3 separate regions of the Sus scrofa genome follow, and regions 1 and 2 are each linked to region 3. Evidence: chromatin contacts called from public HiChIP or PLAC-seq data. All regions are on one chromosome and are shown on one strand. The core of a region is the stretch at or near the end of the contact, and the rest is flanking DNA. Distances in the headings are between cores, read along the strand shown.

What was found. HiChIP or PLAC-seq counts read pairs in DNA pulled down with a chosen protein or histone mark.
Region 1: a contact with region 3 is called in an H3K27ac HiChIP or PLAC-seq map of skeletal muscle, with 4 times the contacts expected there. The contact joins the promoter of IKZF2 here to the enhancer-like site in region 3. A contact is called at or near these places in 1 of 5 promoter capture datasets (fetal liver), 6 of 47 Hi-C or Micro-C datasets (alveolar macrophages, embryonic fibroblasts, liver and 2 more) and 2 of 2 datasets of contacts at active chromatin or transcription factors (alveolar macrophages and skeletal muscle).
Region 2: a contact with region 3 is called in an H3K27ac HiChIP or PLAC-seq map of skeletal muscle, with 4 times the contacts expected there. The contact joins two enhancer-like sites. A contact is called at or near these places in 2 of 47 Hi-C or Micro-C datasets (psoas muscle and skeletal muscle) and 2 of 2 datasets of contacts at active chromatin or transcription factors (alveolar macrophages and skeletal muscle).

Annotation. Positions count from the first base shown.
Region 1 is chr15:115,675,501-115,679,266 of Sscrofa11.1, forward strand. IKZF2 (zinc finger protein Helios) reads right to left here and starts at 2,003. Exons shown (of 8, transcript XM_021076006.1): 1 at 1,691-2,003.
Region 2 is chr15:115,692,175-115,695,421 of Sscrofa11.1, forward strand. No RefSeq gene overlaps it. Among named protein-coding and RNA genes, the nearest start is that of IKZF2, 16 kb to the left of the region's middle. Within about 2 kb of position 1,482, at least 2 of the 83 cell types and tissues checked have an H3K27ac peak or open chromatin away from gene starts, as enhancers often do. A contact at or near this core is called in skeletal muscle, where this site is marked.
Region 3 is chr15:115,498,963-115,502,212 of Sscrofa11.1, forward strand. No RefSeq gene overlaps it. Among named protein-coding and RNA genes, the nearest start is that of IKZF2, 180 kb to the right of the region's middle. Within about 2 kb of position 1,554, at least 2 of the 83 cell types and tissues checked have an H3K27ac peak or open chromatin away from gene starts, as enhancers often do. A contact at or near this core is called in skeletal muscle, where this site is marked.

The DNA of each region.
Region 1 (3,766 bases), core at 753-3,252, 180 kb after region 3:
TTCTCCTCCTCCTCCTCCTACCCCTCCCCCTCGTCCCTTTGGGATGGTCTAGTAGGAAAAGTCACTCAGGAATGGCACCACGTACTTTCAGGAAAGAGGAAAAAAAGAGAGAGAGGTCAGTCAGTGCTACAGCAATGCGATTAACAAGAAGAGAAAAAACTTGATCCACCGGTTCCTTAAGAATCGACCAAAAGCTAAGACAAGAAAACTGAAAGAAAAGGGGGGGGGGTGAGAGGGGAGGGACAGTCAGGGAGAACCCAGCAAAGAACCTAGGCCAACTTCACAGGACTGTTTTTCACCCTTGGCAAGAAAATAAATAAATAAATAAAAGATAAAAAAAAATAAAAACTAAATCTTAATTCCATCTCTTTCGCCCATACCAGAACCTGTCAAAGTGATTTAATTGCTGCCTTTTTACGTGTCATATCAGGTTGTTGTTGTATTCACAATTCCAACAGAATCTGGATATTACCTTCTATCTGGACAGCTGCAATTTATTCCAAGCTGCCCAATCTTTCTTGGAATTCAAGTTAAAACAAAGCAAAACAAGTCCAAATCCATGACAGCTATAGAGATGAGAACTGATTGATCGATTCACATCCCAGAAACAGATTACAAGGAGGGGACGACAAATTAAGGCAGAAGACATCATCTGCAACCCGATTCTCTGAGCGTCCTTTACAGAAATCGTTACCCTAATCATAACCACAATCCATCCCTCCCAGAGAAAAAATGTCTATAGTATTATTATTATTACTGGTTAACAGCAACAAGTCATTTGATCACATCACAGTGCAAAACGAGATGCTATATAATTACACTTAACTTTGAAAACACTCCCCCCCTTTGCAAATCAGATACACATATTTATATATAATCTATGAATCAGAGACAAATAAAACAAGAGCTGTTCTTCGCCACGCAAAAGCCAAGCGGAGATTTACCTCAGCAGTGCATGCAGTAAAATAATCCCATCACCCTTTTGTTTGTGTTTACTGTTAGTGTGTCCTCTCTTTTTCTTTCTTTCCTGTGCCTAACGTGTGTTTGTGCACTGCAGTTGGTGGTGGAAACTAAGGCAGTGGATCTGTAGCTAAGGGTAATCCTGTTTTTACTTCCTCCATCTTCAGCGAGGAGCAGGGTTAGCCCGGGACAGCTGGTCAAACCCCGAGAAACCGATCCGCCTGAGCCAGAGCACATCTCCCCCGCCGGCCGGGCTCGCGCAGACGCCCGCGGGCGGAGGGCTGGCTGGCGGCGGCGGCGGCCACCGCGGCGGCGGCGGCGGCGGGCCCGGGGCGCGGGGACTGGCGGGCAAGAGGACGGGCGTGCGCGCGCGCGTGCGTGTGCGGGGCCTGGGCGCCTGTGCGTGTGTTCGTGTGTGTATGTGTGTGTTTATGTGTGTGTATGTGTGTGTGTGCGCGCGCGCGGGGGGGGCTGGGGAGGGCGCGAGTGCGCGTGTATGCGCGCAGGGCCGCTCGGCGCGCTCGGCAATCGATTACAGGACAAGTGCTGCCCCTGCGGCTCCGCGACGCGCGCACTCTCCTCGCGCCCACCCGCGCGCCGGGCCGCGTACCCCCTGGCCCGGCGCCCCCGGACGGTGGACCCCGCCCCCAGAGGGGGCACCAGGTAACCCGCTTCCGAGAGTACCCCGGCAGCCCCAATCCACACACCCCCGAGTCCTGGTAAATCTCACGTTTTCTGCCGGCTCGAAAGGAAGAATTGTAACGGCGAGGGGAGGTTCATTTCGGCCTCGTGAAGTTTTCTTTCAAACTGGGATTTGTGGTGAGGCCAGGCGAAAGGAGCGAGGCTGCTATCCAGGCGCGCGACGCGGAGCTCCGGGATCGGCGTCCTGGCCGGAGTCTGGGTGTGCGCGTGGACCCACCCACTCGGCTTCGCAATTAACTGTGCCGTGCAATTTCAGAAAAGGGCGCCGGATAGACCGAGGAGAGAGGGGTCCTCGGGAATGGATTGAGAAGGAAAGTCAGGTCTGAGATGAAGCTCAACTATTACTATTTTGAAAGTGCTTTACAGTGCAAGTTTAAAATTAGAGTGTTTACTTGTTTTTTTTTTTTTGTCCACCGGGCATGTGCCACGTCCACCAAAGTCAGAGGAACGGGTGAGGGTCCAAAAAGTTGTTAGGAGTAAACTATTGCCCATCAATAGCATCAATTGGCTATAGAACAGCTTTTGTATTTGGGAAGAACTTATACGGATCGTCAATGAGAAAAAAAAAAAAAAATACATGTTCTTTCTACAACTAGTCGCATTTAGCATCTTTCTCGACCACATTTGCAAAAAGAGGGAATAGAGACTTCTATAATTAAAGAGAAAAGGAAAATGAAAGGAGCTCAAAATACTGAACTGTGTAGTCTGGGTGGCTTACGTTTGAAAACATATGAAATTATCAGGACTGCCAAACAGCATTTCTGAGAAACCATATCACAGATTGTGAAAAAAATCAATGCTGAAAGAGTAGGAACAGGCACTGTAGTCCTACTCCTTTCAAGAATCCCAGAAATAGTTACTGAAGTTTTTTTTTTCTGCTGAGGAAAGAAAAATGATACATGGAAAATACAATCATCAACTATATCTTAAGCGCCATTCTGTATGTCTGGGAAATTTTGGATAACACCTTTTCTTTAGATTTTGGGATTGGGAACGAATTTATTCACATTGATACACACTAAATAATGGACACCATATGTATGACACTGTATTTAAGTTGTTTAATGAATTACTTTTTAAAAGTTTACTTCCTCTAGATTTATTAAACAGCAATTGTACCAGTGGGCTCATTTTTTAAATTATGACAAGTGATAGTCGGTGCTATGCCACAAACAAAATTAACCAATTTTTATTGGAGAGCAAATCATTTGAGCTCAGGCTAACAACTACTTCATGACGATTTTAAGAACACTGTGTGTTATATATTAGTAAAGCAGGTTTAAAAAAAAAAAAAACACCTGTCAGTTATCTAATTAAAAGTAATTTTCCTAAAGTCATATTTGGGAAAAACCAAACAGAACTCCACAAATCACTCTAATCACCCCCATAGATAGCAGAGATTTTAAATTATAATAGAAAATCAGAGTGTTCATAATACATAAATTCTCAATATATAAAGGGTAACTTCTCTAAACTGCTGTAAATCCCCCTAAATATTACACCTAAGTGTTTTAAGTATCTGCAAAATTGTGGAGATCCTTAGAAAAGATGAATTGAAATATATTCAAAATTAAGATGAAATAAATATCAGGATAGTTTCAACAATTTCATTCTTTAGTAGAAGAGAATTTGTTGTAAAGTCTTAAGGAAGCATCCTCAAGTTTCCCCAAACTACCAGTTGATATTAGACTTTGCCCCTAGCTGATTAGAGCTTAATTTAGCACCCTTGAAAGCCTATCCTTTGCATGAGTTGCTTTCATTGGCTCCCTAATCACCAGAGGCACGCTCTCTCCCTCTAGTGGCTAAATGTCCAGACGATTGACTTTTTATGGCCCTGCCTCCCCAAGAATGGGGGATTTGGGCAGGGAGCAATGGCTCCCAAATTTTACAATGGCAAAGATCTCACGAGAATTAGACCATATGGGGAAAACATCCCTCTTCTTGACATCCTATGTTTCTTTCTGATTTGTAGATCATGGTGTATCTCATTCACCCCAAAAAAGTCAAGATTATGTTTACATACTAAGACTAAAGATTCTATTTCATCCTCTATAGTGTCCCACATTGGGGAAGGAAACTTTGTATAAACTGTAGTAATTTGTTC
Region 2 (3,247 bases), core at 232-2,731, 190 kb after region 3:
CCAATGTATCTTATGATAAAATCCAGAAGATCTTTTCAGTAGAATTAATAAATATTGCTTAGATTTATTTTTAACAAAGCAATGGTTATCAAGACTTATCTAGCTAAGTACAATAACAACAATAGGGAGGGAATCATAATCTCTCTCATTACCTGCTTCTGTAATTGTGCATGCATAAAGTATGCTTGAAGCCTTTGAAAGGAGAGATTGTGCAAGTTGAATACTAATTTCGTGAGTACTGTAATTTCACATTTGTTATCCACGTTCAAGCTGGTCGTGCTTTGAGGAGCAGCTGAAGCTTTATGGAAAACTTTATAAAACATTCCATTTAGAAGCAATTCTTTTTCTTTGCATTATGTGCTCTGGGTATTTTTCTTCCTTTGTGTTTTATTTTGGGAACATTTGTATGAAAACAAGATCTTTGTTTCTTCCAAGCACATCTGCTCTTGCTGCTTATAGATTAGGAGAAGTCATCATCCTCTGTGACATCATAAGTATTTCCATGGCAACCCATTTGGCTTGCCTTTTTTTTTTTTTTTAATGTAATAAAAAGTTACAGAATGCCAGTAGCAGCAAAGTGTTTATCTCAAAACAGATACATAATAACGTCCCAGTTTTCTGCACCCGCTGCCTGTGGCCTATTCATTGCAAGGTTTAAAGCTTTAGTCTCTTGCATTTAATTCCTTTAAAATCCATGAGACTGTCAATTCCAATTATCCACAATTTAGTGAAAGAATAGGATGCTTGAGGAAATCATATTCTGAGTGATCAACTGAATTGTACGTGGCATGGCTGGTGTTAGTTCAATGAGGGAGGAATTATAGGAGATTTTGGTGTTTAATGTTCTACAGCAAATAATAACATATAGATTTGAATGACAGGTGGAAGGATCTTGAAGCTCTTTACTTGAAATCATTTAATGAACAATCTCTACATCCACTCAGCCACTTCAGAGCTGTCACTGCCATGATAAAATGTGACTATGAGAGACCTCAGAACATAATTATTTGGGTAGCGAGCCAAGGCTACTAAAGAGGACTGGAACTAGCAACAGACTTCGTGGCACATTCTACCACATCAGTGTTTGTCAAAATTATGAAGTTTTAGTCACAATAACCAAGCAATTGAAAAAAGAAATTATTGAGTATTTGCTATGGGCATAGCATATTTAAGGTAGTACACATATGATCCCTGACCTCCCAAGCCTTTATTTGAGATTAATGTCTGATTGTTATTATCATCTTTTATTTCTAGCACTACTTAAATAGTTTTGAATTAAGTCCTTTTCCCTTTTGTTTAAATGGTCCCATTTTATTTTTAAAAGTGTATATGTTTGATTAGAACTACATTAGTTAAAGATAGGTGGTGAGCTGAGCCCAAATGAGCTGTTCTGTGTTGAATACTAAGGAAATTTGGAGAGAGCGGGCTCAGAGGCAGCTGCTGGCTGGGTGCGCTTGGATTCAGAATGGCAGCAGTAAGATACATGATCCTGCCCCTGGGTATGAAGCAAGCGTCAGTTATACTGGTATCAAACACACAAAATCGTGAGTCTGAAGATAGATCGGGAATGAGAAGATGGGCACAAGAGGCAGAGGCAGGGCAGGTGTTGGACAAAAGTCATCATGGCAGGTAAATGGTAGAGTCTAAGCAGAGGGGTGGGTAATACTGGAGAGGTCCAAGAGTATGAATCAGGGACCCACTCAGGCAAGACTGAGCTCAGACATAGGAAAGCCAGTTCTGTGTCACCAGGGCACAAGACAGGAACCAATGAAGAGAGTCTAAAGTGTTAAATGTCCCAATGAGTGAGAACAGTTTTTGCATTTATTTATTTATTCACCTGTTCAGTGACAAACACTCCATTAGACAAAGACATGAATAAAACATGCAAAGTTGACCTTAGGAAACACATTAGACTAGATGAAACAGACAATGAAAAATTAAGCAAATAAATATACAATTAAAGTCTGTATTACATGTTAGGGAGGAAATAAACAGGTGTCATAAAGGAATAAAGAAGTCAGGGTGGAGGGGTGCTACTTATATGTTTCTGAAGGTCTCTCAGAAAACATATATAATGTTGATTTTTTTTTAAATCTTCTTGACCCTTTCCTTCACCCCCCACTTCCATGACCTACCAACTTTAAAACTGTAGCTGTTTAGAAGTTCCCATCATGGCTCAGTGCTAACAAACGCAACTAGTATCCATAAGGATGCAGGTTCTATCCCTGGCCTTGCTCAGTGGGTTAAAGATCTGCATTGCCATGAGCTGTGGTGTAGGTCACAGACACGGCTCGGATCTGGCGTTTTTGTATCTATGGTGTAGGCCAGCAGCTGCATCTCTAATTCAACCCCTAGCCTGGGAACTTCCATATGTTGCAAGTGCAACCCTGAAAAGAAAAAAAAAAAAATCTATTTACTATCCACACCTGTAGTTAGTTCTATTCCCAGATTTTATAATCAAACAGTGGCCTCCCTGAACCCAGTGAGTCTCCACTACCAAAATCTCCTTCACATCCCTGAACTGTCCCATGTATCTGTCAGTTTCCAAGGTCAACTGGTAACCTGATTTGTCCTGTTGCCACTTAAACTCCCATGATGATAAATCCCTGTTAAAAATAGTTTATATTAAGATATTTTTCTAAGGTTTCTTCTATTCAGGAGAGGTTAATATAATAAACAAGGCCAAATATCTCAGAGGCACAACACACATTTGTCTGTTGTTTAAAGCATTTGTGGAGAGTTGGGACCTTTCTACATTTGCTCAGTCATCCCTTTGGGGACTTGAGGCCTCTGCTGACTCCTCTGCTTCTCCCTGGCAAACAAAGGAAGGGAGAGAGCAGAGGATCCTGGGGAAACTCTCTATGGACCAGGCATAGAACTGTTGGGCATCCCTCTGCCCATCCCACTGGGTAGACAGAGATCTACCATACCTAACACAACAGAGTCTGGGACATATCACCTAACTGTGTGTCCTGAAGGAAAAGAGAAATCAGTTTTGTAATGGTACATCTCTTTATTTAACAAATAATTCACTTCACTCTTTTCCCCACACAAAGAACTTACTCATCCTTTCCCTAAGTGAGATCATCGAAAGCCCCGTCCAGTCACTGAGAGACCATGCTTTGACTGAACCAAAAATTTGCTTCAAAAGAAAGAAGGCAATGTCATTCTAAGAACTACAAAAGACCAAGGAACATTATCAGTAGATCCTTTTTTCTTGTGCTCTCTTTCCCTCTATCAGCCAGCC
Region 3 (3,250 bases), core at 304-2,803:
TCTTTCCTATGCATTTTTCTTTTCTTCTGTTTTTCTGTTTTTTATAGTCTGCTAACTCTCTTTTGGAGTTTATACATTATACATTATGGTTTCAATTACCACCTGTATGCAGATGCCAACAAATCCTCTTTTTTCCTTTTTCTTCCTAAGCTTTACCTCTTGCCTGAACCCCATATACCCAGTCGCTCCAGGACTCTCCCACTTAATGACCTTATAAGTGACATAATCATGCACAGTAATCTCAGAAGAGACTTCATTATTCCCGCCACCCTCCTGAACTAACTTTTTTCTCATTCAAGTTATACACTTCTGTAAATGGCACTATCTACCCAATTTCTAAGCCAGAAATCTAGGAGAATCTATCTTTGACCACTACCAATCTTTTTTTCAGCCCTGAATTTCAGCTAGTTATCATTATCTGATTATACCTCACTAATATCTCTAAAATCCCTTGATTATACCTCACTAATATCTCTAAAATCCCTCCACACATTCCCAAATCCACTGCTACACATTACTCTAGGCTGCCATCATCTTACATAGATGAACTTATCTTCTTCCTTCAACTTTGCTGCCCACTAACTCATCAGCCTCTATATTCAACCTGTTATTTTACCTTAATTCAGATCTAATAATAGAAGTATCATAACTTAAAACCCTTCAAGATAAGTTCAGATTTAACATGACTGATAAGGATTTCCAAGAGTTGGATCTGGCCCCTCCTACCACTACCAGCCCAGTCAACTTGGCATGTTCACTCTCACACAGTATAGTCAAGCTACATTGAACTTTTTTCAGTTCCTCATGTCTTTTTTTTTTTTTTTTGGTCTCTGTTTTGTCTGCATGGGATGCTATCTTTACCCTACCTCTTTCCTTGGCCTGGCTTACTCTGCTTCAGAGCTCTTGTTCTCTAGGATTGATTAATTCTTTCTAAGGTCCCAGTATTTCCATATCATTACATCAATTTCTCTACTAGAAGCTTTCATCATATATGACTGCTAATAATTAAAGTAGAATCAAATTGAGGAGCTTTAAAAATGTTATGTACATACCTTAAAGTTTGTTTTTTGTTTTTATTTTTTATTTTTTGTCCTAATACTTTAAATGCACATCACCAGTTTTTTGCTGTAAGGCTATGGATTTTAATTTGGAGATGGGTATGTTGGTTAAAGAGCCACCATAGTGCACCATGTGTAAGTTTTAGTTTCACTTTATTTAAAGTGGAGTGATAACTTAAAACAGAGTGAAAAGCTACACATTTGCCAACTAATCTGAATGTAAAATTTTCTGGATTATTAAGACTTTTTTTCTGAGTCTTTTCTGGTTGTATAACCTTTTTATAATTTTTATAGAAATATTTTCAATGATTCCTCTTGTGTCTTTCCAAAATATTCAACTTAATTTTCAAAGAAACAAGTCTTTCATTTTACACTCTATTTCACTGAATTATGTAAGCAACGTTTAATTATATTACATGGTTACAATAATAAGTCAACTGTCATAAATAGTTTGGGCATAAACACAACTAATTCTTGGCAAGTGTGCAACTCAACAAATGAGAGGAGAAGTGTGTAGGCTTACTGGAGCGTAGCCTACTGGCTGTGAGCTTTCACTGAGCCCGGAATATTAATCAGTTTGTTTTGCAAAAGCAATTGATAGTATTAGTTAATTTGCCAAGTCAGTTAAGTGGAGGTCTGTTAAGAGTGCTCTGTTAACATAGCTGTGTCACTTCCACATTGACTGTATGCACTGTGAGGACAGGATATACATGCATAGCTGAGAAATCATCTCTTTTTATTCACCATGAGGCTCACCACTATGTAAGGGGCACACAATAAATGTGTGCTGAAAGAATTACTGTATTAATGAATATGTGGAATATCTACTCCTTATAGCCTATCCTTCCTCCACTATAGCTCACTGTCAACACCTTTTTTTAAAAATTTTATTGGAGTGTAGTTGACTTAAAATATTGTATTTGTCTTAGGTGTACAGCAAAAGGATTCAGTTAAACATATACATATATCCATTCTTTTTTCCCATTTGGTTTATAGAATATTGAGTAGATTTCTCTATGTTATACAGTAGGTCCTTGTTAATTATCTATTTATATACAATTGAGCACTTTAATTTACAGGCTGATTTCCCTAACTGATCTCTCCATCCTCCAAAGTAAAATATAAAATTTCCCTTTTTCTGCCTTCACTGTATTATACACCCACTCCCAACATACCACTTTAAAATATTCAATCATTTGATTTTGTTTCTGTTTTTTTTTCATCTATTACAGATCTCTGAAGGCAGGAGATTGCTTTCATTTTTATATCTTACGTTTAATACAGAAATGGCATATGTAGTAGTTCCAAGAAAAATTAATACATGAATAATTTGCATTGCTCTTGGAATGGATTTACAATGAGATCTGCTGCGTAGCATTGAGAACTATGTCTAGATACTTACATCACAACACAACAATGGGAGGAAAAATTATGTATACATGTATGTGTAACTTGGTCCCCATGCTGTACAGTGAAAATAAAAACAAACAAATAAATAAATAAATAAAATACCTCTGCCATGTAAGCTTTTTTTTTTTTTTTTTTTTTTTTCCTTTTTGTTTGTTTTTATAGGGCTGCACCTGCGGCATATGGAAGTTACTAGGCTAGGAGTCGAATCAGAGCTGTAGCTGCTGGCCTACACCACAGCCACAGTAACACCAGATCCAAGCTGCGTCTGTGACCTACACCACAGTTTGTGGCAATGCTGGATCCTTAACCCACTGAGCGAGGCCAGGGATCAAACCCATGTCCTCATGGATACTAGTCTGGTTCGTTACCACTGTGCCACGACAGGAACTCCCACGTAGGTATTCTTGTCACCAACTTAGATGAAGAATCTGAGCTGGAAAATATTAAATAACTTAAGTAATATTACAAAGCAAATCGTGGGGTCTCCTTGGTCTATGAACCCCAAAGCTTATGGTCTTTCACCTCTAATATGTCTCCTTCAATCACCTAGTAAGTTAAAACCTATTCTAGGAGTAGAAGTAAAACATTTCCTGGCCTTGATCAATTCTTCTTACTTGCCAGCTATTTTTGAATATGAATATTCTCGCTTGTTTTTTTTTTTTTTTTAATAGACTCATAGGTGAACAGCAACGAGGAAAGGCAGATGAGGAATCCTCAGGAAAAACGACACAAACCTGAGCAATAAGGTAGAATATATGGTCTGAATTAGAGGACGTGGAAAA